2 separate regions of the Lactuca sativa genome follow, and region 1 is linked to region 2. Evidence: chromatin contacts called from public Hi-C data. All regions are on one chromosome and are shown on one strand. Each heading gives the region's core, a stretch centred on a gene start, on an enhancer-like site or on the middle of the called end of the contact. The rest is flanking DNA. Distances are from core to core; before and after follow the strand shown. Region 1 holds the start of LOC111919091 (probable beta-1,3-galactosyltransferase 2). Region 2 holds the start of LOC111919089 (protein RRP6-like 3).

Region 1 (2,700 bases), core at 166-2,665, 140 kb after region 2:
GAGGAAACATTTCAAATACGATCACCTATATCTGCAACAATGCAACTTAACATAGCTTAATATATTTCATATTGTAATTTATATGTGATTTACATGCAATTCATATGTGATTCACTTGTGATTTACATGTGAATCACATATGGATTATGTCCATATACACAAATGCATTTTTGTGTGAGTGTACTTCGTTAATTATTTTCTCTTTAAATTTTCTTGTGAATTTCACACTTGAATATTAAAAGATACAACTACATGTGAAATATCATATTATATAATCATATGTGAATCTTAAATGATATATACATATGCATTTTTATGAGTATTCTTGCATTAATTATTTTTTGAATTTTCTTATAGATTTGAAAGAATTTGTGGAAAATATTGAAGAGTTGAAAAATGATAATTTGAAGAAATATGCAATCTTGATACGAAGAAATGAAAACAATGAAATCAAATAGTGTTTTTTATTTTTTATATTTTATTTTGTATCAAATAAAATACTTGTACTATTTGTTTTTATAGATTAGTAAATAATTTTTTCTAATGATTTACTTACGGATATTATAGTATAAGAAATATGCATATATGCACTTGAAATATTGATTTTTTTAAATTATAGTTTTTTTTTATATATTATAGTTTTCTTAAAAAATTTTCTTTGTTTTTTAAAAAAATACCATTTTTAAAAAAACTCATGTTTTTTAAAATTTTTAAAACCTATGCATTTTTTTAAAAAAAATCAAAAATTATTATTTAAAAAGAAGTTCCAAAAATTTGATTTATTATGTTATATTTTTACACATTTTTATTAATATTTTCAATAATACAAAAAATTAAACATTAAATGAGATTGCTAAGATAACGAACAAGGCTTTAATGAGTTAATTTTGATTTAATGTTTCATCCTTAGTTTTCAGGTTCTCAGAAAACTATGAGTTCTTATCGAATCTCACATCTCCCCCTCTCTCTCTCTCTCTCTCTCTCTCTCTATATATATATATATATATATATATATATATATATATATATATATATATATATATATATATATATATATATATATATATATATATATATATATATATATATATATATATATATTTGTTTGTTTGTTATAACTGAGGTTTACGATTTTACTTCTCTACTAGTTATTAATAACTTATGACCCAAATCATTATGTTTTTTATAAACATGTCGGAAATTGTACTTTGAAGTATAAATAGTTTACTCACTTTTTTAGTTACAATCCCTAGTTTCATATCGATTGGACGTGTTATCAACCAAGTTTAAATCTAATGGATGAAAACTGAAATTTACATATAAATAGGTTGAAACCGACCTTTCTATAAATAAAGGACCATTTAGTAATTTTAGAATAGTACAGGGTTGAGTAGTTCGTGGGTCTTTCTCTCACTTCTGTTGGACGTCCCTTCCCTGCAAAGAGAAGAGAGAGGGAGAAAGAGGCGAGAGAGTATGGTATATATGGAAGGGGAGAGAGAGAGAGAGAGAGAGAGAGCGCAAAAAACAAGCGGGATAAAGAAAGGTCCCAACTAGAATAAGTACAGCCTACCTCTTTATATATTCTGAAAGCATCTCTCTATCTTTCCCTCTGTTCTTCAGAGCTAAAAATTTCAAATTGTTTGTGTTATTCTCATTGGAATTTGAACTGGGAATTTGTCTGCTTCTTCTGGGTGCTTCAGAAATGGTTTTCGTTGAATAAGCCGTGTTCATTGGGGGAGAGGTTAGTTCTACAATGAAAGAAAAATTTATTATGAAAAGCAGAGGAGATCAGCAAGCTTCAAGAAGCCTTGTATCCCCAAAATGGACATTTTTATTATGTATCGGCAGTTTCTGTGTTGGATTACTCTTCACCAATAGGTACATACATGATCCTGGTTATCTATTAAAAAAACTTTTGATTCTCTCTTTGTTGGGTGTAGAATTTACGCTGTTCTTGATACGACAACAAGCTTTGATTTTGAAAATTTTCTTTATGTTTAAAGATGCACACCAACTGTTTGATTTTTTTCCTCTTAGAACAAATACAACGAAACTGTTCACCATAGTACTGGTGTTACATGGTGTCTTTCCGTTTTTAGTTATTTTCTCAATATTCTTCACCTTACAGATCTAATTTATGGTGTCTTGTACTCTATCTTTATTCTTCAATTTCGTTCTACTTCATTGATTTCTTCAACTCGATCATGTTCTCAATTCTCAAACAAATTAAATCCCAGTGGACCAAGGCAAAAATTAAACAATCCCTTTTTTGGAAATATAGAAATAAATTCGTTGTATTTTACAATGATGTTGGATTTATAAATTATCAAGAAATTGGTTACAGAATGTGGACAGTGTCTGACTCTAAACTTATTACAAGACCAACTGCTTTAGAATCCGAAGGCCTCAAATTGGTTCAAGAAGGTTGTGATCTACGAAAGGTATGTATTTTGACTATTTGACTAAATTCAAGAAATCTTGAAATTAATTAATATATATTTATTTTTTCCAAATTAATTGTTTTGGGTTTGTTTAGTTACAAATGAAGAACGTAAAGCGCGATTCCAAACAGATATTTGGGGAGGTATCAAAGACGCATCAAGCCATACAGTAAGTTGATTGATAATTGATATTGTCACAACTTTTATTATTTTTTTATGGATATGAAATAAGTGTGATTTTTTTTAATGTCGGTTTCTT
Region 2 (2,700 bases), core at 96-2,595:
TATAACATCATTATCAGCACCATGGAATACCTAGACAAGCAAACCACAAGGCATTATAACATGAAGAGAGATAACATCAGATAAAAATGAAGCACATGCCAAAGAAGTACCTTGCATATATTGGGATTGGCAAATACAGGGCAAAGAATTCCCATAGAATCATGAACAGCAATGGTGTCCACCAAATAATCTTCCTCTCTTGTAGAAATCTATAATTGAGAACATAAACACAAAGCATTAGAACATGAATGTTGAATACTATTACTTCTTGAAGAAGAATTATATGTCCCACCTGAATAAGGGCTGTAAACCCTAAGAACGACCTTAAGCTGTGTTGTTCAGTATCCACAGCAAACACTTTTTCTTTACTTAAAACCTGTGCAAGCTCTTTCAACTTTGATTCATTATCAATCCAAACATATGTATCACTCATGTCCATATCCATAGTTCCATTGCAAAATTCAAATTCTAGCTCAGGTTTCTCCAACAGAGCCTTGATCTCTGACTCATACGGATGCAAATCCGGAGAGCTGTCATCTGTTTATCAAAAGTCGACATTCAATAGACACATCATCAATACATTGCCATAACAAATTACACATGCCAAAACGAGTAACCATTAAAACCAGTCGTTACAAATAACGAACTGAGGTAGATCGTTGCAACACTTACAAGAGGAAAATCTCAATGTATCAAGAGATACAATCAAAATTAGATTTTTATAAAACACCTAGAAACTCCAGCTAGGGTTTATAGCTTATATCAATACTCCAATTCCAAAAACAAAATTAATTTAACAATACATTACCGTCGAGCTTCAGGTGCTTGAAAGGAGAGTACGAATTATTGGCCAAAACACGCTTAAAATTGTGTTGAGGTTTTGCTTCTGATTTCAAGTAACAAGAGCCTATGTTCTGTTTTCGTTTTCGCTGTTTCCGAAATTTGTTCGCCAGTAGGATTGAAACCACGGCAAGACATGATATCGTAACTGCAATTTTGATCTTATCCTTGTTCTCCATTTTTAATCCCTGCTAGTTACGAAGAGCTTCAAAGGTTGACGATAATGGCGGCCTGTTGGTAAGAAAAAATGGAAGAACATTCAGAGGTTTAACGGTGGTTCAATACTTCAATATCGGCTCCACCGAACGGGTTAACGGGCTAACATTTTGGATCTATCAAATTATTTCCGACCCAGTTGAAAACCGGTCCGGCCCACATAAAAACATTGGGCTACAATCATGGCCCATATCAAACCTAAAATCCGGGCTATACGAGCAAAATAATGAATTTTCAACTATGTACTATGGCTATTAGATAAGAATATTTTTGCAATAATCACACATGAAAGTGTTATATGTTTTGTAAAGATGTCATTAAACTTTACGATACATAATATTTGTGTAAGCCTACGTTCAATGACATTCGACAATTGTATGTGGCATATGAAAACATAGATGGTATAATATAGAGGCAAATGATACGCTAATAAAGATTTGGGTCTTTACTATATAGGAGACTATATTAATGGTATAATATGGGGGTGCATATGATAAATTGACAACGATACAACGACGTCGTACAAAACATATGGTCGGGTATGGCACGTTAGTTGGTAAACGTTAAATCAATTAATTGTCCTTCCATATGTCACTAAACGTATACAACCGAAATACTAGAAGGCCGATAATGGTAACAAAAGTTGGCCCATAACTTTGGCATTATCAGTTGTGGTCATGACGTTATATTAGAATAATATTTCATTTTTACCTTTTTCATCTTAGTGCATAATCTCAAGAGTATAAGCTTAACAAAAACATAATTACAAATCGGTCAAATCAACTAATTTATTCATTGATCAATATTAAGTAATTTTCCGTCTATGATTACCCATTTTTCTGATATTTTTTTGGACGATCACTTTTGGAATTGATTATATTGAGAATTAAAGAATACAAAAATAAATAGTTAGTTCAAAGAAAGAGATATTTTTGGTCAAAACTAATCGGTATTGGAAATTAGTAGTTGGTAGTGAATAACTTTTAGTTGAAAGTGTAACTTTTAATTGTTTGATAAAAATAGTTTGAAACTTTTAAAATATGTTAAATTACATAAAAACCAATTGTATAAAAAAAAATATATCAATATATTTTAAGAACAATTTTGGAAATCGACTAAAAAGCTTAATAATATTTTCTTAAAGAATAGATGAAGTAACTTTTATATTTTAAATTTTTGTTTAAATTAAAAGTTTAACACTCGTACTTTCAAACGAAACTTTTTTTTTAATCGAGTTTTGTTTTTCTTTTTTTTTTTCTTTTTTCTTTTAGATCTAAAAATTAGAAGCTTTCAAATGCTCATTGCCAAAAACACCAATATGATTTATGTTTACCCTTTATAATCAATATTAATTGCAACAGTTTTTTTTTTTTTTTGTCTAATCTTCAAAACGTGATTATTTTCGTCCAAAAAAGAAGAAATTTTATTAAGAAATTCGTAATTTTTCATATGTTGGACTTGTCCTAAATTGCTGGAATTTCCTCGCTTTATGCGCAGATCAAGTTCGGCACAATATAAAATATATGTTTTGTATTTGTATTTAAAACTAAATATTTATAAAAATATTAAAAACAATTAGGATAAAAGAGTGTTTTGGGTCGACCCGACTAAAAAAACCTCGGTTTGACCCGATTCCATTTTGGC

Evidence for each region. A called contact is a pair of places that touch in the nucleus more often than the background predicts.
Region 1: a contact with region 2 is called in a Hi-C map of leaf, with 8 times the contacts expected there. The contact joins the promoter of LOC111919091 here to the promoter of LOC111919089 in region 2. A contact is called at or near these places in 4 of 4 Hi-C or Micro-C datasets (bud, leaf and seed).

The regions. Positions count from the first base shown.
Region 1 is chr7:167,214,486-167,217,185 of Lsat_Salinas_v11, forward strand. LOC111919091 (probable beta-1,3-galactosyltransferase 2) reads left to right here and starts at 1,416. Exons shown (of 11, transcript XM_023914705.3): 1 at 1,416-1,878; 2 at 2,381-2,441; 3 at 2,537-2,610. The coding sequence starts at 1,754.
Region 2 is chr7:167,071,000-167,073,699 of Lsat_Salinas_v11, forward strand. It overlaps LOC111919089 (protein RRP6-like 3), which reads right to left and starts at 1,346. Exons shown (of 11, transcript XM_023914703.3): 1 at 809-1,346; 2 at 293-537; 3 at 111-209; 4 at 1-30. The coding sequence starts at 1,019.